6 separate regions of the Mus musculus genome follow, and regions 2, 3, 4, 5 and 6 are each linked to region 1. Evidence: chromatin contacts called from public HiChIP or PLAC-seq, capture Hi-C and promoter capture Hi-C data. All regions are on one chromosome and are shown on one strand. Each heading gives the region's core, a stretch centred on a gene start, on an enhancer-like site or on the middle of the called end of the contact. The rest is flanking DNA. Distances are from core to core; before and after follow the strand shown. Region 1 holds the start of Cd109 (CD109 antigen). Region 2 holds the start of Senp6 (SUMO/sentrin specific peptidase 6). Region 3 has its middle 44 kb from the start of Senp6. Region 4 holds the start of Filip1 (filamin A interacting protein 1). Region 5 holds the start of 4930429F24Rik (RIKEN cDNA 4930429F24 gene). Region 6 holds the start of Col12a1 (collagen, type XII, alpha 1).

Evidence for each region. Promoter capture Hi-C pulls out the DNA fragments that hold promoters and counts their contacts. HiChIP or PLAC-seq counts read pairs in DNA pulled down with a chosen protein or histone mark. Capture Hi-C pulls out chosen DNA fragments and counts their contacts.
Region 2: a contact with region 1 is called in a promoter capture Hi-C map of embryonic stem cells, with 5 times the contacts expected there. The contact joins the promoter of Senp6 here to the promoter of Cd109 in region 1. A contact is called at or near these places in 5 of 39 promoter capture datasets (cranial neural crest, embryonic stem cells, erythroid cells and 2 more), 1 of 484 Hi-C or Micro-C datasets (bone marrow-derived macrophages), 3 of 115 datasets of contacts at active chromatin or transcription factors (embryonic stem cells, pancreatic cancer cells and stem cell-derived neural progenitor cells) and 1 of 9 other capture datasets (adipose tissue).
Region 3: a contact with region 1 is called in a promoter capture Hi-C map of hippocampal neurons, with 6 times the contacts expected there. The contact joins the enhancer-like site here to the promoter of Cd109 in region 1. A contact is called at or near these places in 14 of 39 promoter capture datasets (the 3T3-L1 cell line, 3T3-L1-derived adipocytes, the C10 cell line and 9 more), 1 of 115 datasets of contacts at active chromatin or transcription factors (fibro-adipogenic progenitors) and 1 of 9 other capture datasets (embryonic stem cells).
Region 4: a promoter capture Hi-C map of second pharyngeal arch cranial neural crest shows a contact between it and region 1. The contact joins the promoter of Filip1 here to the promoter of Cd109 in region 1. A contact is called at or near these places in 5 of 39 promoter capture datasets (cranial neural crest, embryonic stem cells, frontonasal cranial neural crest and 2 more).
Region 5: a capture Hi-C map of embryonic stem cells shows a contact between it and region 1, with 10 times the contacts expected there. The contact joins the promoter of 4930429F24Rik here to the promoter of Cd109 in region 1. A contact is called at or near these places in 12 of 39 promoter capture datasets (the 3T3-L1 cell line, cranial neural crest, embryonic stem cells and 7 more), 1 of 484 Hi-C or Micro-C datasets (muscle stem cells), 10 of 115 datasets of contacts at active chromatin or transcription factors (bone marrow-derived macrophages, embryonic forebrain, embryonic hindbrain and 5 more) and 2 of 9 other capture datasets (embryonic stem cells and liver).
Region 6: a contact with region 1 is called in an H3K4me3 HiChIP or PLAC-seq map of forebrain, with 33 times the contacts expected there. The contact joins the promoter of Col12a1 here to the promoter of Cd109 in region 1. A contact is called at or near these places in 21 of 39 promoter capture datasets (the 3T3-L1 cell line, 3T3-L1-derived adipocytes, the C10 cell line and 11 more), 6 of 484 Hi-C or Micro-C datasets (B cells, the G1E-ER4 cell line, the N1E-115 cell line and 1 more), 10 of 115 datasets of contacts at active chromatin or transcription factors (astrocytes, embryonic forebrain, embryonic hindbrain and 6 more) and 1 of 9 other capture datasets (macrophages).

What each region holds. Positions count from the first base shown.
Region 1 is chr9:78,613,093-78,617,660 of GRCm38.p6, forward strand. Cd109 (CD109 antigen) reads left to right here and starts at 2,454. Exons shown (of 33, transcript NM_153098.3): 1 at 2,454-2,860; 2 at 3,785-3,957. The coding sequence starts at 2,790.
Region 2 is chr9:80,064,538-80,069,105 of GRCm38.p6, forward strand. Senp6 (SUMO/sentrin specific peptidase 6) reads left to right here and starts at 2,366. Exons shown (of 24, transcript NM_001311110.1): 1 at 2,366-3,035. The coding sequence starts at 2,987.
Region 3 is chr9:80,020,513-80,025,080 of GRCm38.p6, forward strand. No RefSeq gene overlaps it. Among named protein-coding and RNA genes, the nearest start is that of Senp6, 44 kb to the right of the region's middle. Within about 2 kb of position 2,504, at least 15 of the 459 cell types and tissues checked have an H3K27ac peak or open chromatin away from gene starts, as enhancers often do. A contact at or near this core is called in hippocampal neurons, where this site is marked.
Region 4 is chr9:79,975,134-79,979,701 of GRCm38.p6, forward strand. It overlaps Filip1 (filamin A interacting protein 1), which reads right to left and starts at 2,749. Exons shown (of 6, transcript NM_001081243.2): 1 at 2,323-2,749.
Region 5 is chr9:79,791,781-79,796,348 of GRCm38.p6, forward strand. It overlaps 4930429F24Rik (RIKEN cDNA 4930429F24 gene), which reads left to right and starts at 1,861. Exons shown (of 3, transcript NR_040734.1): 1 at 1,861-2,085; 2 at 3,960-4,105. It overlaps Tmem30a (transmembrane protein 30A), which reads right to left and starts at 1,650. Exons shown (of 7, transcript NM_133718.4): 1 at 1,194-1,650. The coding sequence starts at 1,430.
Region 6 is chr9:79,716,906-79,721,473 of GRCm38.p6, forward strand. It overlaps Col12a1 (collagen, type XII, alpha 1), which reads right to left and starts at 1,817. Exons shown (of 66, transcript NM_001290308.1): 1 at 1,514-1,817.

The DNA.
Region 1 (4,568 bases), core at 1,204-3,703:
TTGACAGCTCCATCTCCAGTATAACTCAGAAAGGAGAAAACAAATCAAACTGTTTAACATATAAACATACAGGACTATACTCAAAATTGGTTGTCTTTGTTAGGGTTTCATTGCTGTGAACAGACACCACGACCAAAGCAACTCTTATAAGGACAACATTTAATTGGGGCTGGCTTACCAGTTCAGAGGTCCAGTACATTATCATCAAGGTGGGAGCATGGCAGCATCCAGACAAGAATGGTACAGAAGGAGCTGAGAGTTCCATATCTTCATCTGAAGGCTGCCAGTGGAAGACTGGCTCCCAGGCAGCTAGAATGAGGGTCTTAAAGCCCACACCCATAGTGACACACTTCTACCAACAAGACCACACCTCCAAATAGTGCCACTCCCTGGGCCAAGCACATTCAAACCACTACATTGATTAAAAACCAAATATATCACCCATGCTTATGAAATAAAACATTGCAAAATTAGCACAGAATTTGCCACAAAGTTGAAAGCTCTTTAGGGAAATTGAGGAAATTGTTAATGAATGACATATAGGAAGGATGCAGGGAAAGGGGAAAAATAAATAGAGGAGAGGCAAGAGAAAAGGAGGGATGTAGAAGAAGATTATGATAGGGGAGAGAAAAGAACAAAGAAAAGAAAAAGAAAAACAGTTTCCCAGGAGTTTGGAAGAAGAGCTGAATAAATATAAGGGAAATTAAAAAAAAAATAGAAGTGAGAGGGATTTTTTTTTTTTTTTTTTGAGACAGGGTTTCTTTTTTTTTTTTTTTTTTTTTTCTGAGTCTATTCGTCCTTGTAATAGGGACATCCTGTGAGGCTGAGTCTGTTACCAAAAGTGTATCGTGATGAGGAAGACATAAACCTGGAGGTTATAGCAACCTAAAGACTGCACGGTTGAAATGATCCTATTGGTTCTAATCTTCTCTATTAATCTTGGAACACAATGCTATCATATTTTGTTATCATATCATATTTATCCCCGACTGCATTTCTTGTCCTTTACTATGAAATCCTGTCTTGGGAAGTAACCCAGTTACTCCAACTTTTTGTTTTTGTTTTTTTGTTTTTCTCATCAGTGTCCCTAATTGCCCCTACCTGGAGACTCTATGGACTACTTGCTGTCCATGGATGGAAAGAAGAGTTGCAGTTTCCACCCGGGACCGGCTGAATCAACATCCACATCTTGATGTGACTCTCACACACAGTAGAGTGTGACAAACACAGATTTAGAACTTGGCTCATTGCCCACACTCGAACCTGCTCCTCCTCCCTGTATCAGGGAGCTGAGGAGATCAGTCTAGCAGCTGTGCCAAGAGCCAGCTGCACCCCGTGGCACATTCAGACACTTCTCACCATACCCTAGTCCCACTTGCACAGGATGATGACCACTAACAATAGGCTGCCCTTAGAACAGGACACAAGGGATATCTTCAGACGTTCAGCAGGGTGACCAAGGCCGGGACAGGAAGGGAGGAAAGCAATTTCTGTGCTCCCAAACCCACACTTGGTCCAGGTGCCACCTCCCTCCATTTAGCAGACAGTTAAAACATTCAACGTTTCTCTAGTTGCGTTTCGTTCCAAACCAGACCGTCATTATCTAAAATACCTTTTGGAAATGAGAAAGTTTAAGTCCTCAGGGACTGAATGTGCCTATTTTCCAAGTCTTTGGCAGTTCCCGGCTTTTATGGGGTAGTCATGGTGAAACCGAGTCATCTGAAGACAGGGGTGGTGCCAAGTAGGGTGTGGGGGAGGCAGCTTCAGAAAACCTGGGTTCAGAAAAGCAGTGATCAGTAATTGCTGGGCACCAACGAACGCTGGTCACCTTCATTCCCAGCGCCACACTTCTCTCGGGACCCTATGTTCTGACAAATTGTTACAAACTCAGGATTCTAATGAGTACTTTCGGCAGAAAAATGTGCTTAGCGATGATTACAAGGACCCAACCATTTTCCCAAGCAGTTGCTTCTGAGTTCCAAGTGGCATCACGTAACTTTTTACTTGTGCCAGACCCCCCCCCCCCCCATGTTCCCCTTTCCTTCTCTCCCTCCTCTTCCTCTCCCGCCTTTCTTTAAATAAAAACTAGGTGCTGGGGTCACATTCAGGGGTAGGCACCCTTTTTTAAATTAGAGAAACCGTAACATTTTCTTAGGGAGTTAAGTAAACATCAACTTTTATCTTAAAAAAAAAAGTCCCCCCCCCCGCTTTTTCATACATATACAGAAACTACCAATATATACCTACCGATGTGTGAATGTGCATGTGTGTGTGTGTGTGTGTGTGTGTGTGTAGGCACGCGAACGCTTGCCATTTTCCTAAACTTCTGACTCATCGTCTGGAGGACAATGATTGACTTTTCCTCAGTTCACATAGCTGCCCTGGATGCCGCTCACAAGGATGGGCCTGCTTATTCACTCCGGGCATCCCTGGTAGAGCGCTAGAGTAAACAAACCCCAGGTTCCCGGTGGCGGGGGAAATGGGCTCCCTATGTTCTCCCTGGGGAGCAGGAAAGTTGGGGCCAGGTTGTGGCCACCGCGTGCAGAGACCGCTTTTCTCAGCAACGGGACAGCGCGACGTTAGCCTGGGAGAAGCCAGAAGCGCCATTGTGATGCAGCGGGATGGGTGGAGCCATCAAGTCTCAATTTAGATCCCTCTGCTTTTAGGCGCGCCCATTTCAGATTGCTAAACCCTGGTGTGAAGCGGGACAGGCCAGGGCAGGAGGTGGCCAACCACACCCCGCAGGGCGCGCACTTGGCGGGCTGCAGACCCCACGGGCAGACGCCGAGATGCGCAGTCGGAGGCTCCTGAGCGCGGCCCACCTTCTCTGCTTGTGCGCGGTCGCGCTGGCCGCCCCAGGGTAGGAGCGCGGGCTGGAGGGCGCCCGCGCAGGGGATGCGCGCGGCATGTGGGACCCGCCAGGGGGGCTTTCTTTAGGGTCCTTGTGCTGCGACAACTTGTCAAAGAACGTCGTTCTAGCTGTAGTTCACGCTGCTCTGCCTTTTGCCTCGCAACTTGTTGCTCCTCAATAATGTACCTCTTTTTCAGAGACTTTTTTTTTTCTAAACTGGATGTTTCTACCGTGACACTGTCAGTGTGACTGAGGTGACCGGAGTAGGATGAGAATGCTATATCAAAGACTGTAGGAAGATTAACAAAAATTAGACTGTATAAATTGCTCCATTTCTTAAGTGGTTTTTTTTTTCCCCCAGCAAAGAAATCGTTATTTTTACGTGTGTGTGTTCATTTGTAGCTCAGGCTGGGCAGTCTTCAGTTTTGAGTGGCAGGAGTCTAGGCGTGCAATTACCACACCCGGCCTCCTTGGGGGACTTTCATGTTTCCTAACTCGGAGATTTCATTGCTGGGTATTTATTTTCAGGTGGTCAGGTGGTGATTTCAATTAATGGGACTAGTTAGATGACCCCCCCCCCCGTTATATAGATTTGAGCAGGCTGAATCATAAATCTAGGGGTGTGTGTGTGCACACATGCGCTCGTGCGCGTGCTTCCTAAGAAAATAATGTGGAGATGAAGTCACCTTAACGAGGCTTGGAGACTTGCATTTTGCAGTGGCTTATTTTTCCCTTCTGGCTCCTGTGCCTTTGAACTGTTTGAGGAATTATGGTTTCCGTAGCATTTCATGGCCTTACGAAACAGCAGAGGCACCACGTTCACTGTAAATAGTGTAGTGGAGCAGTGCAGAGATCCCCCACCCCCTTTCAGAAATCGAAGTGGGGTGTGTGTAAATAAGATACTTTGCTTTTCTTTTGTTGGCAACTCTTTAGGTCCCGCTTTCTGGTGACAGCCCCAGGGATCATCAGACCCGGAGCAAATGTGACTATTGGGGTGGATCTCCTGGAAAATAGCCCCCCACAGGTCCTTGTAAAGGCTCAGGTGTTCAAGATAGCTTCCAACAAATCGAGATCCATCCTGGAAGCAGAAGGAGTCTTTCACAGAGGTAAGAGAAACTGCACTGTCTAACAGTCACACTTGGAATATGGTAATAGAGCCCTGGGCTAGGCAACACAACAGAGGAGCACAAACAAGTTTGCAGTGATTTCCACAGTGCCCCTTTGCAAATTAGCCGTGACTTCCACAGGTGCCTGTTTGATTCTAACACCTGTGAAGTCTGAAATTGTCCCCGAGTGTTCCAACAAGTGGACAAAGAGCCAGATTCCTTCCGTGTGTGGCTGCATCGAATCAGACTGCAGGGGAAGAACATCCGGAGTTTCCTACGTGGGAGGTGTTTGTGGGCCTGGCCTGGAAACTCTGCTTGCCACCATTGCTCATATACAGATGGCCAGGAGGGTGGGAAATGCAGGCCAGTGTCTACCCAGAGAATGGGCAGAGATAGATGCCTGTCTCACAGAACACCATGGTTATTGGGTGCAGTGGATTTTATTAAGTAAGCCAGTGGGAAGGAAAGAAGAGCGACATAATTCAGTTTTATAGAACAGCAGCAGCAGCAACAAAACCTAAATAAACAAACAAACGAACAAAGAAAAACAAACTCCAGTAGCTTAGAGGTGATGTGAGTGTGGGAGGGGGAAGAGAGCCTTGTGAAAAGTG
Region 2 (4,568 bases), core at 1,116-3,615, 1.5 Mb after region 1:
TTCTCTTATGTGTAAACTATCTCTAGTCAGGGTACAAAGCACCTATGAGCATTACCTTCGCTTCTCTAGATTTTCACATAGCTCTAAACACATACACAAAACCACACAAAACAGAAACCAACAGATCCAGACACACGTGACCCTTTCTTGTCCTCCGCAAGCAGGCAAAAGAATTAGACGATTTCAGAGAGGGAAGCTTCCACTTCAACAACAGAACTCGGTCCCTCTGACCAATCTCCAGAGACTACCAGGCATTCCTGGCTCTCCCCACTTTCCAGGGCATCCCCCAGGGCAGCAGCCTGTGGTCCTCCTAGCACGTCTGCCGATCACAGTCCTCCGGTCCTTATGGTCCGAGAGGACAGCTGCAAATACAAAGTGTGCGTTTCAGAAAACCCCATCATCCGCTTCCACTGGGACAACCAAAACCAGAGAAACCAAACTTAGGTGGATCCAAACTCAGGCTGATCAGTATAAACTCAGGCATATCAGCATCCAAAACTCAGGCTGATCAGTATAAACTCAGACGGATCCAAACTCAGGCTGCTCTGTGCTTCAGAAACAAAGGACGAGACACAGACAAACAAACCAACACAACAAGTGCACGTTTGTTTCAGAAAACAGAAAACAGACACTCAGAATAGAGACACCGGCCGGCACACACACATTCCAGGGGGGATCCCTATACCTCCAAGTCGGTTCTGGGTGTGAGGGGTGGTCGCGATTCCCGGCCAATGCACTAAATGAAAGACCCACAACGTGAGGACTCCCCCACGTTTGGACTCAGGAGAGGTGATACCCCAAATCACTCACGAGAAATGGTCTTGATGCAAACTGCAAAAGGACTTTTATTTCAAGAGCACTCTTGGGCCCACAGTCTTACACCACGAAGGGGTAGAGGACCGTGGTGCCCAGAGTAGCTGGGTAAGGGGGTATTTAAAGGAAGAAACCATAACTCAAGGGGGTGGGGAGGGCTTTGTTGGAAAATACCAAAAATACCAGTTAAGTGGAAAGTCAAGACAGTTTTCTAGGAGCCTCTAACAATAGCATATTTGCATAGAGGGTTCCAGCAATGGTCAGGGTGGGTCAGGGTGACTTTCTTTGAACAAACATGCCCTGAACCCAGGAAGCAGGTTGCTGGAGGAATGCCGCTATTTGTTTTATGATTAGCATACCATGGAGCATTGAGTCACAAAGGTCACATTCTCAAGCCTGGGCCTAAAGGCCTAGAATCTTTTGTTTTTTATGTTTCACTTTTTCACTCAAAGGGCTGGAGAAATGGATTCAGCAGTTTGGTTAGCCTGGGTACCCTCTTCCGGCCTCTGAAGTAACTACAAGAAGCAGCTTTCCCACCCTAAATGCAGGCAAAACACCCTCCCCCCAACCCCACCCACTTTTTTTTTTTTTTTTAAAGAAAAAATGTAGCCGGGCAGTGGTAGCGCTAGCTCACCTTTAATCCCAGAATTTGGGAGGCAGAGGCAGGCGGGTTTCTGAGTTCCAGGACAGCCAGGGCTACACAGAGGAACCCTGTCTTGAAAAAACCAGAAAAAAAAAGAAAGAAAGAAAGAAAGAAAGAAAGGAAGGAAGGAAGGAAAGGAAAGAAAAAAATGTTTATTAGCTGACCACACAGCTAAGGGGCTTGAATTTCTGTAACTTTTTTTTTTCATTTTCTGCATTTTTCATGGATTTGTTGTTGTTGTTGTTGTTTTTGAAGACAGGCTCTTCCTTTGTAGACCAGGCTGGCCTCCATCTGACAGAGAGATCCACCTGTCTCTATCCCTTTATGGACTGGGAAAAACCTACACCACTACATGGGGTTTGTAAGAAAAAAGAAGAAAAAAAAAAGCCCCTCAAATTGTATCATAGTCTACTGTGTTCTCTCCCCCCCCCCCCTCTCTCTCACACACACACACACACACACACACACACACACACACACACAAAGTGTACTGGCTCAATCATATCATATATGCATTGTTTGGAAGATGGATGTGAACACAATTTTATTTTCCAATTACCTGGCTTCATTTTTTTTTTTTTTCCTTCCCATGGCACGTTTTAAATTCAGGGTCAGACAAGAACTTGGAGCGTTTCTTTAGAATTTGTGGTGCGACTCGACCAAATAGAATACCTGGCCGGCAGGCTGGCAAGCGCTCGCAGGCCGGCTCTGCCATGGGGGCCTTCCGAGGAAGGGGTTTTTGTTCGTCCCTCGCCAAGGCCGGCCAGACAAGGCCACCCCAGGCCGGCAGGACGACAGCCCCCGGCTCGGGTTCGGCCGAGCCCGGAGGGGGGCGAGCAGGGACCCGAAGGGAGAGAGAGGCTCTGGGGCGGCGGCGGCGGCGGGGCGGGCCCGGAGGCCGGTGGGGGAGGAGCGGCGGCGGGGCTGCTGTGGCGACCGACGCGCGGCGGTGGCGGAGACCCACCCCCGTCCACATGGACAGTCGCCGAGGCCTGGGCTGATGCTCTGACGCCTGGGCGGGGTGGGCGGGCGGCGGCGGCCACTGCTGGAGCAGCGAGGGGTCGCGGGCGCCTCACGGTCGCGGAGCCCTCGCTCGGCTCAAGCCGCTGCGGCCATTTTACGGCCCGGGACGTAGAAGGCGTGTGAGCGTTCGCTCCGTTCTCCGTCCTCCGGAGCCAGCGGCGGAGCGGGGCGGAGGGGAGCGGAGGGAGCTCCTCAGAGGCCGGCGCGGCCCGGTGGATGGGGAGTCGTGTGCCGAGGGGAGCCGGGCCCGGGAAGCGCCGCCGCCGCCGCTCACGGTCCCCGGTAGGCGCCTGAGGAGAAGCAGCCCAGGCCGTGGGCCTCGCCGCCTCCCGTCAGGCCCGCTTTTGTGTGGGGGGCCCGGCCGGCGGGGAGCGCCCCTCGCGGAGGTCGAGCCCGAGGCCCGCCACCCTGCGGCTGCTACCCTCCCGACGCGCGGCCCCCATTCCCCGCCAGCACCGCGCCGGTGTCGGCCATGGAGTAAGAAGGAGGCGGCGTGGAAGGAGGAAGATGGCGGCGGGCAAGAGCGGTGGCAGCGCTGGGGCTCTTTTCCTGAAAGGTACGCTCGGGTCTCCCTCGGGGGAGAGTCGGGGGCGAAATTCGCCGACACCGGGGTGTCTCCCACCCCCGGGCCGTGATACTCAGCTCTCTGCTCCGGGTGGGCTTGGGGCCGCGGGGGCCACGGGGGCCCGGACGGCCGATGGCCCGCTGGGAACGCGCTGCAGGCGCGCCGACTTCGGGTCCGCCCGGGCCAAGGCTCGGGCAGGCCGGCGCGAGGCGGCGCGGTGGTAGCGCAGCGAGCCGAGGCCCAGGGCGGCCTGCGAGGGGCGCGCCGAAGGCTTGGGCTCGCTCCCACCTCCATATTCTCGATGGGTGCCTAGTGGGTGAGGAGCAGACTTCGTCCGCGTCTTTCTTAAGCGTTCGTGGAAAGTTTCAGACCTAAGCTTGGTTGAAACTGGCCGATCCAAGGAGGCAGGGGGAGAGGTGGTGGTTAACACTGCCCTGTGGTTAAAAGCTCCCAGGCTAGCCGCTGCCCTCGGGGTGCAGGTTAGACCCGGCGGTGCCCCGAACTCCGGTGAGATGTGTTTGGTTGTTTATACTTTGTAAAGCAGGTATGGGAGGTGGAAAAAAAAAAAAAGAGAGAGAATGAGCTTCCAAGTGTCGGTTTGGAGACAGCCGGGGAAGGTAAAAGAGTTAGGGTGTGTTCCCATTTTTAGTCGCTTGTGAAGCAGAGTTAACTATTTCAGTTGGTGGACCAAGCCGGCTTAAAAGGTCTATTTTGGTTTGGTGTGGTGGTAAATGGATAACGATACTGGTTTTTGCCTATGGCTGTAAAGGGACTTCCATAATACAGGTACATTTAGTTGCAGTTGTGAACCGGGAACGTAAACGTTCATTCGACTTTAAATTTCCTGGTAATCGGATTTGTAAATATGTTTAGGAAAATAAGTCCGCGTTCAGTAATTGTTAAGTATATTTACTCTTTGGGGGTAATTGCAGGATTTTGTTTTCTAGATGAAATATATCCAGGCCATGCTTTAAGATATGATTTAGAAATATTACAGAATTAAGAAAATGTAGTTTAAAATTAAGAAAGACTTGCCGGGCGTTGGTGGCTCACGCCTTTAATCCCAGCACTCGGGGGGCAGAGGCAGGCGGATTTTTGAGTTCGAGGTCAGCCTGGTCTACAGAGTGAGTTCCAGGACAGCCAAGGGCTCCACAGAGAAACCCTGTCTCGAAAAACAAAAAAAACTAAAAAAACCAAAAAAAAAAAAAAAAAAACCAAAAAATTAAGAAAGACTCTTAGTGGTAACGGGAGGGAGGCTATGCCTTGTTTACTCCTTGACCGAGTGGGTTGTGAATGGAGACTAAGAGGAAAAGTAATTTTCTTTATTCTTTGTACTTGAGAATAGGGAAGTGGGGGGGGGGGGGGAGCAGCTTTCTTTACTTTGCAGACCGGACTTTATGTAAGACGTGGGGAATGGTTGTCCTCTATGATAAGGAAAGCTAGTATGTTCTCATGACTTCATTTCATATTACCTCCATACTAATTTGACCGTGGTAGGGAACCCCTGCCAACAGGCGGAGAGAG
Region 3 (4,568 bases), core at 1,254-3,753, 1.4 Mb after region 1:
ATCCTGGAACACAAAGTAAAATCAATATCACTAAGCTCCAGAAACAGACTCTGGTCCCTGTGCTACAAGTCCTCCTGCCATCTCTGCCCTGCTGCTGCTGTGGCAGGGTAATCTGTGTATGCTGAGCCTATCCCACTCAGCCACTCTGGGAAGGCGATTCTCATCCCAGGACGCTTCTCTAGCTCTCTGCTTTCTGTCTGCAGACAGGCATGCTTCTGCTCCACCACACCCTTCCATCATGGTGTTCTGCCTCACACAGTCCCAGACCCACAATAAAACCAGCAACTGTGGGCTGACACGGTGAGTGGAAATAAATATTTCCTCCTGTAAACTGCACCTGCAGTATTTTGTCAGAGGGGAGGAATCTGACTAGAATACCCAGATAAGCCCTCCTCTGGTTAAAAACATCTCCCGTGGAATTAGCACGCTGAGAAAGGGTAAAGGATCCAATGGTTTTATATATACTGCTTTAAAAGGAAGAAGAATCAGGGGCTGGAGAGATGGCTCAGTGGTTAAGGGTGCACACAGCTCTTACAAAAGGACCCAGGTTTGGCTCCCCAAACTGGCTTCTGGTTGTTCATAATTGCCTCTAACTCCAGATACGGGGAATCTCCCACTCTCTTCTGGACTCTACATGCACTCCATTCATGGTCACAACCCTACCACAGACACAGAGGTATACTTCATTATAAATAAAAAATCTTTTGAAAAAAGTTGATGGCACACGCCTTTCAACCCAGCATTTGGGAGGCACATGCAGATGGAGCTTTATGAGTTCCAGGCCAGGAAGGGATGCATAAGGAGGCCCTGCCTTTAAAAGAAAAAAAAAGCACAAAAGAATCAAATCAAGTAGTGATATTCATCATAGTCATCTAAATTGAAAAATTAATCTATTCAAGAAAAGTTAGTGATTATACTAAATGTGTTATTTTTACTCAGCTATTTCATTGTCTTCACACTCTGTGAAAATAAATGAAACATACCTCCCCCATACGTCCTTGGTATTATTCATACTAAGCAAGCTTTGCTGCACTCCCACAGGCCTGGGAGTGCTGGACAGCAGGTAACACTTATGGGACACTGGCCACTTTAAGTGCCCATCCCCACCTGACACAGCAAAGGCATGGAGCCCTTCAACACTCAGATTAGCTTAAGCTCACCCACTGTGATGATCCCCTTTCTCTCACATCATCAGTCTCCATTCTTAGCTGCCCAGATCTGTCCACCATGCTTCAGGTGCAGCTTCTATGCCCACACTTCTTCAGGAATCATCCCCCCACCCCACCCCCACCCCCGACAGCTTGCACTCCAGGAAGCATTTGGCATGCCTTCTACCACTGATGATTCAGCATCTCTGGGCTCTGGGTGTGGGTGTGGGCTGTTGAGAGGCCTGCAGAAACTGCAAGTGCCCAAATCTAATTATTTCTTGTTTTTTTCTTTTTGGTTTTTTGGGTTTTTTTTGTTTGGTTGGGGTTGTTTGTTTGTTTGTTTTGTTTTGTTTGAGACAGAGTTTCTCTGTATATCCCTGGCTATCCTGGAACTCACTTTGTAGACCAGGCTGGCCTCAAACTAAGAAATCCGTCTGCCTCTGCCTCCCAAATGCTGGGATTAAAGGTATGTGCCACCATCATCCGGCTCTAATTATTTCTGAAAACTTTAATTAATATAACTGAAAGAATAAATCTTGGGACTTTATCTGGGAACCTTCAAGTCTAGTATATAGTAGCCTCAAAGAGACGCTAGAATTTATCTTTCTGCGTAGTACAGTGTGCATGTGGACATCCATGCATGTGACTGCAGGTGTGTGAGCACCACGGTGTGCAGTGGAGTTCAGAGGACAGACTCTCTTTGCTCTTCTGCTGCAGGCTGGCTTGTGAGCTTCCAGGATTCTCTTGTGTCTATCCCCCCAGTTCATCACATGAGCACAGAAATTACAGCGTCAGGCCATTGTACTTGGCTTTGCATGGACCTGGGAACTTGAACTCTGGCCCTAATGCTTGCTCAGAAAGCACTTTACCCACTATGCCATCTCCTTAGCCCGATAATTTTGTTTTTCTTTTATTGAGCAAAAGTCAATAGATGTCAGGAAAAGTCTGGGTTCTTGGTTAGGACTGAATAACAGCAGAGCAGGGAGCACAAGAAGCTGCAAGTCAATGCTTGGCCGGCTATTTAATCAATGACAGTGAAGAATTTTAAAATAGACACCAAATAACATGACCGTACCAAAGCTTCCCCTCTTAGTAAATGAAGAGTGTGGTTTTCTATTTTTAAAAGGACATATAAAATCAATATAAATTACAGAAAACTAGAAAAAGAATCTGTAAAAACTTAGAAGCTGGGCATAGTGGCACTCACAGATCTACAGTCCCAGCACGCGGGAGGAAGATCAGTTCAAGGTCACCTCTGTTACATGGTGAGTCCGAGCCAGCCTAGGCCACAAGGGCATAGCTGGGAGGTCTGGCTGTTTAGAGTGTGTCTGTCTCCAGGCCCTTCGTCTCCCTCTCACCCTATTCTCACCGTCCAGGAGGGGCAGCTTGGCTGGCCACAGCCAGCAGGCCAGCTTTGCTCTGCACTCTGCATTGCAAGGACACACACAGCCAAAATAAAGCACAGATGATGACTCTGGGAAAACAGAGATCGCGAGATAAAGGGAGAAAGTCTGCTCTCCAGGCAGATTGCACAGAACAGAAGGATAAAGCGCTGTCATTATTTTTCAGTGCTGGGGGTTGTGCCCAGGGCTTTGCACATATTATACAAGCTAGGCAAGCACATGCTCTGCCCTTTTGTGTTTTGTTGTTATTGCTAGTATCTTGCTTAGAATAGTCTTGAATTCATGATATAGCTCTGGTCTGTCTTACTTTTGATTCTCTTGTTTCGGCCCCCTAAGCTTCCGTTATTAAGCATGTTCCTGGATGTAACACTTCATAAGGTAGATGAAGGCTCCAATCAGCAAGTCAGTGGGGTTGGGGGCTGGGGGTTGGGTAAGTCCATCAAAACTCAGCAGTCTGCCAATGTGTTAAACTGTTGTGTGCATTCTTTCCAGATTGGTGTGCCAGAACCAAATCCACTCCCAAAGTTCCGCATCCTAGAATAAACACTTCAGAATTGGTTGCCTTTTATACTCCCGCTCTTCAGAAATTTGTGATGAAATTCTTAGGCCCTTCATGGTATGTAGTACTATATAAATTCAGACAGTAGTTTGACACTAAAGCTCTAGGTTCAGTTATTTGTTTGTTTTACCAAAATATAAGAGATTTACAAAGCTTTAAAGCAAGCAGTTCACATAGTATTTTTTTGACATGGGCTCGCCCTGGGTCCCTGGCTGGCTCAGAACTGATGATGTAACCAGGCTATCCCTGCACTCAGAGAGACCTCCACCTGAGCTTCCCCAGCACTGGGATTAAAGACATGCGCCACGATTCCCAATACATTTCACATAATTTTAATGTTTTCATTATTTTACTGCGTGGGGTCTGGACAGGGGCTTCACATACATGCTACAGTGAGTATGTGAAGGTCAGGTGTCCACTTTTAGAAATTGGTTCTCTCTTTCCACAGTGGCTTCCAGGAACTGAACTGTAGTTGTCAGATTTGTTGCAGCAAGCATGGGGTTTTTTTTGTTGTTTTTGTTTGGTTTGGGTTGTTTTTGGTTTTGTTTGTTTGTTTTAACCTATTGAGCCATCCAATAGTGTGTGTGTGTGTGTGTGTGTGTGTGTATATATATATATATATATATATATATATATATATATATATATATATAGTTATATAGTTATATAATTACATAGTTACATAGTTATATAGTTATATCGTGTTATATATAATTATATATATATATATCCAAAAGTATTATATATTTTAATATAATTAATTTTATTAAATATGTTACAATCAGTTCATCATTGCTACTTCACAAAAGAATCCATTGATTTTCATCTGCAATACAATAAATGTTGCTCAACAAGACCTTTGTAAACAAGAGCTCTTCAGTTACCCTTCGATGTTTTGTGATGTAGCTGGCTGTGGTGGCACATGCCTACAATCACCACACTCAGGTGGTGGAGGCAAAGTTCAATGCTGTCCTTGCTACATAGGAAGTTTACACCAGTAGAGGCAATGTGAAACTCTGCTTTAAGGAATAAAACAATATGACCATCTGGATGGTACATGCAATCACTTTCTAGACAGAGAGAGACAGGTGCCAGCCTGAGGTATCATAGTGAATTCCTTTTTCAAAAAATATTTTTTTCTAGGCAATAAAGGGATGCTAAGACCAAAGGACTTGAGAATATCTACAATGCAATAAACTAGTACCTAGCTTCAGCAAATAAATAAACACAACAATTCCACTTCTCTGCCACCTATATCCACAGGACAGCCTCATTCACCTACATTATTACTTTTAGTTACTTTTAATCAAAGTAGTCAACATCTGCTTCACATAGAAGGTAGAGAAGAGAAAAGTGCTTACCAAAGGGCAGACTAGCAAAGCCCAAAGGTGCACACTGCATAATCCCTCACAACTATACACATCCCTCTCACATCCTGGAATGGCAAAAATATAAATA
Region 4 (4,568 bases), core at 1,499-3,998, 1.4 Mb after region 1:
AGTGGGTGTCAGGTGATGATAGGTTTTCAAAATCTCCAGCTTTGGTGTTTGGCAGCAACAAGGAGTTGGTTGTCCACTGAATGCCCAATGCATAGACAGACAAGCACAGCAAAGTGGAGAGATACCCCCCCCCCAGTCACCAGCAGCATGGTTTCCATGGTAATGAGGCTGAACATGGGCAGCAGTAACAGAGCTAGGCTAAGGAGAACAACAGTGGAGTACGACCGCTCTTGTGAGGGAAGGGAAGAGAGGACACTCCAAAACAGCACACAAACATGCACTCAAATGAATCAGAGGATGTATGCCTTACTCACAGACCTTGATGTTTTGTTCAGACCGTGGAGGAAACCACGTGGTTGAAAACCTTAGCATTTCTTAATTCTCACGAGGAAACTTAGAACCTTCAAAACAATTAATGATACTCAAGACTCCACTTCAGCAGACATGGCTTTCATGCAGGGTGGAGCTCTGTGCTGGTATCTAAAAGGTGTCTCACTGATGCCAGAGAGTCCTAAGTGCCTCAAACTGATGTAGATTCCAACCTTCCACAGGCAGGTGGAAGCCAGGAATGTAACCCTTCCTAAGATTAAGAGCATCTACTTCTGACTTCATATAAATCTCTCAAGACAAAGATATCTCATCTCCAGCAAAAGTTTCCTCTCCAACCTGGAGGTTACCAGCACGCCCACTCACTATCATGTGCGTGTTGGTGACATAGGGTTAACTTCATTCAACTAAGCACATAATCAGAACTATGTAGCATGATACACATTGAAATGACAACATTGTTTCTTTTCCCTAACACACACTCTTTAATCATCACTTGACTATAGGAACATCTGCTTAAAAGGCTCACATATTATCATTTGTCAAAAAGATTCTTTTCCAAACTGGTTTATGGAGGCTCAGAGTTTTTAAAATGATTTTTTTTTAATTTTATTTTATGTGCATTGGTGTTTTGCCTACATGTATGTCAATGTGAGGGTATTGGATCCTCCTGGAAATGGAGGTAGAGACAGTTGTGAGCTACCATGGGGGTGCTGGGAATTGGGAAGAGTGCTCAACTGCTAAGCCATCTCTCCAGCCACTGGAAATTCTTTTTTTTTTTTTTTTTAGATTGACAAAATAGACACAAATAAGTTTTTTTGTTTTGTTTGGTCTTTAAAGGCAGTGTTACTCTGTAGCCAGGCTAGACTAAAATTTACTATGTAGCTACTATTTCACTCAGGTTAGCTTTGAACTCACAGCAATCTTCCTGCCTCAGTCTTTCCATTACTGGATCACACGCATGAGCTTCCAAGTCCAGTGTACAATTAATTTAAAAAAAAGAATGTTCTTCAGTATTTTCTTTGATCTTATTCTTGGGTTTATTCATCCAAACTCTCTGAATTATTTAAAGAAATAATCCATCCTCTTATGCAAATTTGGCCCCAACTACCCACCACCAGGAATCAATACTGACAGTATCAGTGGTTTATAGCCACAAGCTGGGAGACTAACATGAAATTGTTCTGTGTAAGCAATTCTGATTAAAGTGCATGTCACCTTCTGGAAGGGGAGACAATATACCCTCAGAGAATGCCAGAACTTCCTTCACACAACTGGAAATACACTCTTACTCACACCCACACAGCTTATGAAAAGATTGAGGTTTTTTTTTCCTTAAAAAAAAATTCTAAGTTTCTTAAAGCAGAATCTATTATCTGCACAAAGGCAATCACTCAATTTAATTAGTTTAAGTACCACAACATTCTCAGTGAATCAGCAGCAGGCATATTTTGCGCGAGTCAGATGCATTTGGGCAACTGCAGGCAAATGAGGTCAGAACCAGCACAAGGTGTCCCGGTGCAATCAGAGAACCCAGCAAACCGAGCCCACAAAGAAGCGGGTCAACAGCACAGCAACGTGGGACAGCATACAGGACTTTCCTCAGTTACCTCACAAGCAGCTTAGCTAGTTTCAGTAAATAATAGCTATTTTGTCCCTGGGAAAATGTCCCTTCCATGCCTTAGCTAGCGACCCTGGTTGTACTTTCGTCATATTTCTATCACCTGCACGAACATGAATAACTCAGCAGGGCTAGCTTGATGACTATGAAGATATCACAAAATGTTGTCTTTAAAAGGGAATCGGTATGACTCTGAGAAAGAGAAAAAGGTTTTGATTTTTTTTTTTTTTAATAATTCACACTGATTCTAATAATTCCTACACGTGCAGAGACCAAGCAAGAGACAAAGCAGAATTGGAGCGAACCTTCTTCTTGTGGAAAGAAATTTCTTAACAGTAAGTAGCTACTTGGGGGGCAAGGGAGGGGGGACTTACCTGTTGTCGTCTCCTTTAACCAAAGGTGTGTTCTTTCTCCGCTGGTTTATCCCTTGAAGAACCCAGTGGCTTGTCCCACAGTCCAAGACTGAGTCCTGAAAAACTAGCCAGCCCAAAAGAAGACTGAGGGGGAAAAAAAACCGCTTTTCCCACTCTGCTGGGACTAGCCAGTAGCTGAAGTCATACAGGAAACGGACAGAGTAGCTGCAGCTTCTCCTTCAGTCAGGATCAGCAGGAATTGGAAGTCGCCTATCTCCCACCCGGACTTTTGTTTCAAAGTTTTTTCAACTGTTGCTAGGTGTTGTTGGGTTCTGAGATTAGGTTTCTCCTCTGCTGTTCCCCGCACACTGTCAGCGCAGTGACTTTGTTGGGGCGCTGAGCTGCGCGTGCTATATTTAACCAGTGTTCTCAGCGAGGCCAGCCTGTCAACAGCTGAGAAGTTTGCAGCCGGCCCTGCTCAGTTCCTAGGCAGCTGGGTTATCAGCCCCACATCCCCGCTCACCCCGCAAAGATCCCGGGGAAGCCGGCAGACCCTTTTAAGGACCTCTGCTCATTTCACAGAGGTAATTACTGTTTGCAGACTGCGAAGTGGGACTTGGCTTTTTAAATCTGAGAAGAAACAGAGCGGCAGTTGTCTTGGGCAGAGCAATTTCCCAAGGCAATAGTCTTCTCAGACTCTTAGATAAGTGTTGTTTTTTTTTTTTTAATGCATTAATAGTGTGCTGCAACGGTTGAGAAAAATCACAGTAAGAGATCATTTCCAAACAGCTTTCATCATTGGAGAGTTATATTTATAGCTTGATCCCTTACTCTTAAAAGATGTGTCCTGCTGTATATATGAGTGTTTTTCAAATAAGGCTACCGTACAGGAATGTCGACAGCGCTAGGAATATGAAAGTCAAGGCAGGAAGGAAACTCTTACTATTTCCACTCAAGCCATTCATTCAAAGCAGCACATGGCAAACACCCCAGAAACACCAGGACTGGAGACCTCTCACTAGTGGTTGACAAGCCTGAGTCACCATTAACCCTCCATCTTCCAAAGCCAGTGAGCAAACACCGCCAACCTGAACTTCAAGTCTCAAGATGTTTCTGCTACTTCATTCTGTAGCATAGAAAAGTACGAGCCTCCCAGGTTTAAGATCTATAAAATATGTGTGCTTAATGCTCTGATTTACTATGTACACACAGGAAATTAATAGTGTTCAGGGCTGCCTCAGAACCTTCCTCGAATATTGCCCTGACAAAGCTCTCAACAATATCCTTTTTAAATTTTACATGTTCAGGCTCAGTTTTTCTAGGTCTGAAGTAACCGTTAAGTAAAGGGGAGGGAGAAGGAAGGAGAAGTGGGGGAGGGAGCACGCACACGGGTGAGATGGCTCAACAGGTAAACCATGAACGCTGGACGGGTAACCACAGAAAGATGGCAGGAATATACAAAGTTGCCCTCTGACCTCTACATTTGTGCCCTGGCACACACGCCCACATAGCATATACATACATTGACAATAAATAAATAAAATGTTTAAAGGGAGAAACTGCAGTTAAGCTTTTGTGTGAAAGTAGCTGTATCTTCTAGAACAATAATCGATACTTCATTCACAGTCCCTACAATGGATTGCCTATTCACAGTCCCTACAATGGATTGCCTATTCACGGTCCCTAAAAGTAAATTCTGATATAGGTGGGAATTATGAGACCAGGCTATAGATGATTCAGAACCATCAGGAGAGCAATGGTTGTTGTTGTTGTTGTTGTGTGCCTTCCTGTAAGAGCCTAGAACATTCCAGCGAAAGAATAATGGGGCTATTTCCTCCACAAATATCCATAAAGAGCTTTTGGATTTGTTTCGTTTTGTAGTATGGAAAGCGAATCCCCTGCTGTTATTATTTACCTTAGTTTTTGGATTAACTGACCACTATTGCTATTAGTGCTAAACAATGTGGCAGTAAGCCAAAGCATGCAGGATGTGACTTATAATCAGATACTGTTGCCACCTTCAAACTATGTTCTTTTGTTTTTTTCTCCTGAGACAGGCAGGGTCTTTGTAGTGCTGACTGTCCTGGATGTGTAGACCAGGATGGTCTCTGACTCACAGAGCTCTGCCTGCCTCTGCCTCCTGAGCTCCTGTGTGCTGGAGGGAGAAGTGAGCCACCACACCCAGCTGACTAAACTTAATTACACTAGGCACACAAGCACAACTGATTAGTATTCTGCATACAGTACATGCTCATAGGCTCTCTCTC
Region 5 (4,568 bases), core at 611-3,110, 1.2 Mb after region 1:
GAGCTTGCTCTAGTCAAAATAAAATTTAATAAAAGATTTTTAAAATACACTCTAGATACTATTCTTACTGTCATTAATACTGAAGCACTGTGCAGTTAAAATATATATATATATGTGTGTGTGTGTGTATGTATGTATATATATATATATATATATATATATATATATAAACCAGCTTACTTTAGTAAACTGAACAAAGTCACCAAAGTCCCTAGCTAAAATGACTGGGGACGTCCAATTAAATGTAGTATTTATTTTTAAATTAAGTACACAAAAATATATCTTTACAACAGAAGAAAGCAAGGTTACTCAACATCGATCTTGCCAGTTCAAACAGATGAAAACTCCCTTAATTTGATGGAGGACTTGTGGACGTCCAATACTGTCCGCCACACAGTACTCACATCCTGCTATAAACCCATCTTTACTGATGCGGACGGATAAAAATGCAGTGATTACTGCACCAACACAAATCAAAATGTTTCCCTCAGTAGAGTGTTTCTATCACATCTAAGTAGGATATTCCAAAAAAAAAAAAGTAATGCCAGTGAAATCGTTTATAGCTAGTTTCCAACTTATTTCGTGTGGAATCATTGATATGCATATTTTAAAAATCAAGCAGGAGGAATTAGGACCACTGTGGGGCATAATTAGAAATGAATACCGCCTAAAAACAAACCAGAACTGAAGTTTCATGCCTTTAACTATATCGTGGCCAACAACTAAAAATATCTAATTAGCTCAAAATCAAAGTTACTTGTGTGCGCTCTGTATGACTTAATTTCTTCACAGAAGAATCAATACCTTTATTGACTCCGGGTCCTACACCCAACCAATTTGTTAATCTCTGTGTCCCAGAATAACCCCCGCCCAAATAACAACAGTCTGCCCCTGTGAGTTGCCTCAGAGTTAAACACGTAAATCTAACTCTTTTTCCTCTTATCTCCTCCTAAAAGACATTCACTCTACCTCTCGGAAACCCACGCAAAGCGCCTCCAAAAAAAGTCTCGTCCACCCGACATTCTAGCTGTATTCATTCCATTTCCAGCCAGGTAAACCGAGAGCCAAAGGAAGCGAGCCCACAAAACTGCAAACTCAGAAAAGCCACAGAAGAAACCGAGAAGGCACCAGAGGGCGGGGCCCGCCTGTCACCTTCTGGGAGCCGGGGGATCACTGCCACGCCCCTCCCTCACCTCGATCTCACGGATGTTGTTGGAGGTGACGAAGATGCCGATGCCGATGGGGATGAAGATGAGGCCGATGATGAAGAAGGTGGGCAGCACCGTGCCGGCCGTGAGGATGGGCTGCCAGGCGGGTAGCCGTTGCTGTTTGAAGGCCGTGTTATCCGGCCTCCGGGTCTTGGCGGCGCCCCCGGGAGGACCCGCGGGCCCGCCGTCCACCTCATCCTTCGCGCTATAGTTCATCGCCATCGGCCCCCGGGCTTCGGCTCGGCCACGTCCAGCTGGGCCGCCCAGGGGACTTGCGTGCCGCCGACCCTGACAGGAGACGCGCAGTCACCGCTGCCGCTACCGCCTCCGCCACCCGCGCCGCCACCGGGGAGGCGGAAGAGGCGGGACACGCTTCTGCGGCCGGCCGCTGACCGGAAGCGGGCGTCTTTAGGAGACGCCCCAGGGAGGGAGAGAGAGGAAATGGGGAGATGATTGAGGGACGAGGGGAGGGGAGGGGGAGGAGGATGGAAGGGGGAGGAAAAAGACGGACGCACCCTGATCATCTGCCCTGTGACGACAAAGTGAGGGCTTTAGGCCGGGCGCGCGGCTACGTGAGCGCATGCGCGGCCCGGAGCGACGTCTGCGCACTAGGACGGTAGCGTCTTCGCTTCCCCGGGAGGACGCTTCTGTTGGCGCACACTTCCTGTTGTGGTTATCATGGAGACTTCTGGAGCCGTCAGGTCGGACTCGGTGACCTGGGCTACCTGTAATTTCGGCGCCGGGTTGACTTTTCTTATGACGCCTACGCCTCTTCTGAAGGGAGTTGTAGCGTCCTGGAGTCCACATGTTTAAAAGGATGCAGATCCCTATTGAATTTTAACTCGCCACTCAGTGTGCCTCTATGAATTTAAGTGAGGTATAACATGCGACCCATTTGATATAATAATAATAATAATGATGATGATGATGATGATGCAACCTAGTTTAGCCCTAATCCCTCGCTTCTGATCGATTTTCATTTATTTTTCTGTCTACTTCACATTGGTTTGGGAAGGTTATTGTAAAACATGACAGTGATTCTTTTTTTTTAAACTTGGTAATCAAAAACCAGAACATAATACCACTTGTTTAAAAAGGGGTATTAGTTTTAACCTGCCAAGGAAATTCTCGTTGAGACTATGTGTAATGTCAGCCCTTGAAAGGTAAAGGCAGAGTAATTGAAATTACAAGGCCAGTCTGAGCTACTTAAGAGGCCAGCAGGAAATCCATAGAGAACCTGTCTCAATAAATAAACAATAATTAGTAACTCAAAGACACCAAAGCAGTACAGAGAATACAAAGTGTAGAATTCAACTATAAAGCGTAAGATGCTAACCTCCATTGATTGACTGTAGGCAGGATTTTTTCTTTTCTATATTTTACAAATTTTCTTTTATAAGTGTGTAATTTTGCAAATTTACAAAAAAAATGATTATATAGCATCTACATTTTGAAATTGTGTTTGAAATCCAGACTATCTGACAGTACCTACTTTTAAAAAGTCTTTGTCTACAGTTTTGACTTGCTCCAGTATGTTCTTCTGTGATCTTGGATTTCCCGGCCCCGGGTTTTCCAGACAGGGTTTCTCTGTGTAGACCAGGCTCCCCTCAAACTTGTATAAATCCTCTTGCCTCCTGGGTGTTGTAATTAAAGGCCTGGGCCACCACAGCCTAGCTGATCTCAAATTCTTAAGGCCTCTAGAATCCTTAGGTTTGTATCTTGCTTTAGCAGCCTAAGTTTACCTTCAACCCCATTCAAATGGAAAAGAGTCTGTCATAGAGAGGCTTAGCCTGTTGTCTTAAACGTTCTGTTGGGTAAAATGTTCATCACAGTGTTGGGGATAATCATGGAGTCCTTTTTCTTTCTTTTTCCCCACTCCTGTTTAGATTATCACAGTTAGATGTGTTAGTTCCTTTATTTCTACTCTAGAACTCGGTTTAAATAGTGCTACAACTGAACCTTCAACATACAATTGAAAATATTCAGGGGAAAAAATTGCTTCTGAGCTAGTAAACACGGAGACAATTTCTCATCATTATCTTTTAAGTGGTTATTTCCATTGTACTAAGCAGTATAAATAATATAATCAGGAGACAGTTTGAAGGGTGTGGGGGAGATACATAGGTCATTTACAAGAGCTGCATTTTGTATAAGAGATTTGAGCACCTGAGGTTGTATCCACAAGTTTCTGGGACCTCTCCAGGATGCTGCAAGACACCTTAGTTTGCTTTAAAGCTTTGTTGCTGTTGTTGCAGGAGCAGTGATCTGATGGTTCTTGGTGTGCTTACCTACTTCCTGTTTCCTTTGGTTTGCTCAGAGCAAAGATTAACTGTCTCAGTTTTACTAAAAACTTCACTGGGGACTGGGTGATGATTACACACATTTCCTCCCAGCACTCCAGAGGCGGAGGCAGACAGATTTCTGTGAATTCAAGGCCAGTCTGGTCTATGTGAATTCCAGGACAGCCAGAGCTACACAATAAGTCCTTGTCTCAAAAGGTATCCTTTTTGTTTGTTTGTTTATTTGTTTTTGTTTTTGTTTTTCGAGACAGGTTTTCTCTGTGTAGCCCTGGCTGTCCTGGAACTTACTCTGTAGACCAGGCTGGCCTCGAACTCAGAAATCTGCCTGCCTCTGCCTCCTGAGTGCTGGGATTAAAGGTGTGCACCACCACACCCAGCCTTGTGTGACATTTCTTAATGCTATCAGATCAATAATCTGAAATGTATGTTTCATATAGTTTTCATTTTTTAGTTCAGTTACTACATTATGCCACTATGTCAGAAAGGAAGAAGAAGGAGAAGGAGAAGGAGAAGAAGAAGAACTTTGATAAATTAAGGAATGGAGAAAAGAAACCTAAAACAGTTGTTTTACTATTTGGCCAAAGTTCACACAGGTTTGTATGTCAGGCTCCTTCAGTACCTCAAGCTGCTTTAGTTCTCTATCATCTAAGCATACCCAAGGGTTTGTTTGAGTCTACAGCTTAATATTGCCTAGGAAAGTTAAACCTGAGAGCCACAGTTCTTAGAACATACCCTCACCCAAGACGTAGTTTCTTTGTGTAGCCCTGGCTGTCCTGAAACTCTGTGGATCAGGCTCTAAAAATTCAGAGATTAATCTGCCTCAATCTCCTGAGTTCTGGGATTAAGATGTGCTGAGAGAAAGTCCTTAATAATTTGAATACTTTTCAGTATCCTTTTGTTCCACTCCCATTCAGTTAGAGACTTCAGTGGAATAATATTTAAGGCACACCTAATGATTTTTAGAAGGGCCATGTAGACTTTGTGTGATACATTTAGTCTCCTAAATTATTTATTACACCAGAGAGTCATCTAAACTGGGTTTTAAAACTAAAAAAATTAA
Region 6 (4,568 bases), core at 567-3,066, 1.1 Mb after region 1:
TGTCGTCACCCGGCCATAACGCTGATATGATAATTTAGAATGCAGTCCGCAGTTGTGCTCACGAAAAGTTAAAGAGTGGTAACCTACCCACAAAAATCGGTGTGCAGTATTTGGGGGGGGGGGGGGTGTTAAAAGGGTGAACAAAAAACTTGAGTTAGTCTAGTCTTAGTCTAGTGCGCCACCTATCGGCTTCCTGTCTCAGCATCAAGAATGAATCACTTCTCTTTGGGGTATCTGATGAATAACTCAGCCATCTCAGCCAGCCAAGAATTCCGTTCGTATACGTTTTAAAGAAAAACTTCTCTCTCCTTCTTAGCCAAAACATTTATCGGAGTGCTTAGCAACACTTCATTGAGCATTCTCAGACATAGATGTCTGAAAGCGGTAGCCCTTACGTGGCAGTAGGATTTCCCTCACTTCCCCTCATGAATGAAAATGAATCAACTGCCCGGAGTGGGGGCACTATGGGAACTGGTCTCTTTCGGACAACTTGCCCCTCCCCCACCCCTTGCTGGAAGGAGCCAACTTCTTAACTCTCTCAATTTAACTTTTTTTTTCAAACGCACACACAGGCACACAAATGTTTCGTGGGCCCATCTAGAGTCCAGGCGTCACCTACGTCTTCTATAAAGGCTACCTAGCCAAGGACGAGCTTAGACTTGTTTCTTCGCCCCCCTCCCCCAATCCTACCCCAGTATTCTTTAGAAGACCCTAACCTTGGAGCTGAGAGGAGGTGTATGCCAAAGATCTGAATTGGTCAGGGGATGGTGGCTGAGGAAGCCAGATGCAGGTCCCATTTGTCAACTGCTCTCAAATGCACTGACTCCACGCACTCTGATCTGTGCACTCAAAGACTGGAGGAGAACCCTCCTCAAAGGTCCCATTGACTGACCCTGGGTAAAACTTAATCCCAGTGCATTCAGGAGGAACCCAAAAAGGAAGTCTCAGAAGCTGCGAGAGCTGGCCTAACCCAGCAGCACTTTGAAAGCAGTGGAGGATGGAGCCAGGGCAGCTCCCCCGAGCATCTGGAGATGCCACTAGCGCCTAGTCTCCCCAAGCTGGAGCGCTTTCCACTGGCCCTCCATGGAATTCTTCGCGGAGCGTACAGTACTTCACTTCGTTTTCTGGCAATGCCTTGAGTCCCTGCTGCAAGCCTGGAGTCCCTGGCAAAGCCACCAGATTATAAAGAGCGACCTATGCAGCCCGTGCACTTCACTGAAAGCGACAGAGACTATAGAGGACATTGCCCTACAGATGGATACACTGAGTCCCACTTGGCACACAAGCAAGCCACCTTTCCTTCTCCCTCCAAAACTCCAAAGAAACCGCCAAACTCCTGTGCCACAGATCTATCTCGGGCACACTAATCAATCGCTTCCAAAGCCAAGCAGCCCCTGCTGGGCATTCTGCCAGCCCCGGGTTAAGGTGCAAGCAAGAAGCCACTTTCCCCAGTTATCTTTGGGAAAGGGCGCGAGGGGTGGGGGTTGGGGTGGGGAACAGAAGCCAGACTGACCTGAGCCGGAGGTGACAGAGGGAGCGGGCGTCCAGCAGCCTGCGCGTGGGACCCCCCGGGCCTGGGAGGGCGCTGCGCTCCGGGAGCACCTGGCGGCCGCCGGTGTGGAAAAGGCGATGGGAGCACCCAGCAGCAGCGCCTAGTGCGCAGAGTGAGCGGAGGCAGGGGGACTGAATGCAGCTGCGGGCGGACGCGTCTGCAGCGGCCGCCTTTGCCGACTGGGAAGAGACTCCGCGCCGCGGGCTACTTAATAGAGGGCTGTTCCCGGCTCTCAGTTTACTCGGTTACGAAACGCCTGAGAAGGTGGAAGGCTGCCACGGGTGATGTATGCTCCTCGGCGGTGAAGGAGGTCTACTTTTGGGAACGTGTGCATACTTCGAGCATTCCTTCGGCGTGAGGTGGCGATCGCCGTAGTAGCAATGCCCCTCCGGGGGCGGGGAGGAGGGAGGGAGAGAGGGGGACAGCCGCAGCCGGGTTCCCTGCCAAGGGAGGCCGCGGACTCCTCCGCTTGGGGCGGGCTAGGGGGCTCGGGTTTCCCTAACCCAACGAGTTTCTTTAATACGTTTATTTTTCTAAAATAAGAACAATGGAGAAGTGGGGAACGGATCTTCGTTTCAGAGCAGCGGGATGGGCATCCCCTTTGTCCCTCACCATTGCATCTCCGGCCGCCACCGTCCCCACGTCCACCTTCCTCCCCCTCTGTCCTGGGTGCACTTAAAACCGATTTACAGGCTTTCCATTAACTAACTGTCTGTGCACGCGGCGGGCCTCTGTCTTTCCCAGTCTCCAAGGCGCGACTTTGAAAACTCCGACAGCCGCCTGCCTGCTCCCGGCTCAGGGCTAGGATGGCTTTCCCAGGCCTGTCTGTCTAACCTAGTTTTTCAGGATAGAGATGGGAGGCTTCGATTCAGTCTGGAGGGAGGGAGAGGAAAGTTATTGGTACCTGGGGGCGGGGGCGGCGGGGGCATCCCAACGGGACACTTAAGAACAAGTTTTATTCTCCTTAGAAATTTCTTGTCAGTTTAAGAGTAAAATCTGGCCCACGTTGGGGCTTCAGGCAGCTCTTCCCTAAAAAATTCCTAGAGGTGAAAAGGACGGAGAGGAGCTCGCTCGGGGACGCTCGCACGCAGGCGCGAGCTACTGAGAAGGCCAACTAGGAGCCGGATACTCCGCCAGCACACGGGCTCTTTTCTGCAGCTCCCCGGTTCCCGGCACTCCACCCCTTGGACGCAGTGGGAGTCTGGCACTTGAAGTTGCCAAATTGTACAAGACGCATGGGATGAAGTGTCCAGTAGTCACACGTTGTTATCCGGAAAGGGCTCGAAGACGGATTCCTACACGCGTTTGTGAGCTCAGAACTCGCTCCGCGAATTTCCCGCCCCTTGAAGCCCAGAGACGTCGCCTCAGCAGGGTTGGGCTAGTGGGTACTGGAAACAGGACAGGGCTCTAGACCCTGGAGTAGACCGCCCCTTGGTAGCAGAAGTTGCGAGCACACCTGACTTAAGCCTTTCTTCCATGCTTGATCTTACCTCTGCAGATTTGACTTCCCTGCTCTAGGCACATTAGTGTTGGAATTGACCAAAACTCTGCACGCTTTTTCCCAGTTCCCTTGCGCCTTGCCCCACGCACGGGCGGCCTCTGGCCAGAGCTAACCAGAGCAAGAGAGGAGCCTGGAAGAAAAGAAACGAGAAAAATGAGAATGGCCACCACCTCTGCACATTCTTGGAGCACGCAGGGCCCACTCAAAGGCCGCTGAGCAACTTGCACAAAGCGCCCACACAATGCGCAGGCTTTTCCCTCATGTCTCCACAGTTCTGGTGTCTGCCTAGACCCTCCAGCCAGGGTGTGAACGCATCTGGAAGATGCAAACACCAATGTATGCGACACAGCTGATCTTTTACATCCCTGTGATGCTCAGAGCCACCCAGGAGCAGCGAGCCCCCTCTTCATGCCTGAAGGGAACTCAGCTTCCAAGCCTGCTCTTCAGCAGGACATGCACATGTAGGGAAAAGCGTCCAGTATGGTCCCCAGACACGTAAAGGAAGGTGGCAACAAGACAGACCAGGGCTATGGTTCCAGCACCCCACTGTGAAGGTGAAGGACTACACCAGCCATAGAAGGACACACACACACAAGCACAATGACACTCCCTATCTAGAAAGGGAGAGCTGGACAAGTGGAGAGTGTCTATCCCTGTCTTCCTCTTGCTCAGTCTGCAGCCTGAAGACCGATTGGAAAAGACTTCTGGACACAAACATCCTCTCCAGCCTAGAGCTGCGAGCGGCAGGCACCCAGGCAGGGGCTCCTTTTGCTCAAGTCCTTTTTAACGGGGAGGCTGGGGGAGGGGGGAAGATATGCTGCAAGAAAGGTGGGTGAGGCAAACCAACAGCTACAGAAGCCCTTATCGCCTTCTAAAAAACAATCCCTGGACAAGATTTAGTGGTTCTAGGTGGGAGGCGGGGGGGGGGGGGGCGACTTGCTGGTGAAGGAGACAGTCACAAATGTATCCAAGCACGCTTATTCGCAAGGGGCCATGGGGCAATTCAAATCCTCGCAGCCTAAAGTCTGAATTGTTTGGTCTCCTGGGCCCTGTAAGCTTGACTCCAGTAAGGGGACAAACATGTTAGAACCCCCCCTCCTACCTGGTGCCTGTCAAAGGTGCGTTTGTTTCTTAACTCCCCTTGGAATCTGTTAAGTTTGCAGTAAAGCGGTGGGTTTTTGCTGACTGAAGCACAGCTGGTTGTATTTATTGAGTCTAGTTGCTTCCTGTGGGTCTTACTCCTGTGGCCATATCCCCAGGATCGGCCTATCCTCTCTCTCCCTCTCTTCTGTTCCCACCTCTTCTCCCTTCGAGTCCTGGGTTCCCGGGGGTTCAAGATCTACAGATCTCTTGTCACACAGCGCGACCTAGTGGATGACTAGAAATCTGAATCAAAATTATGGATTTTGAGAGCTGGGAACGATTGGAGGAAAAAAAAATCTGTCATTCAGCCACCTGGTTTTTCGGACTGATAATTGAAAGGGAATACAGACAAGGACTTGGCGTCAAGTTAAG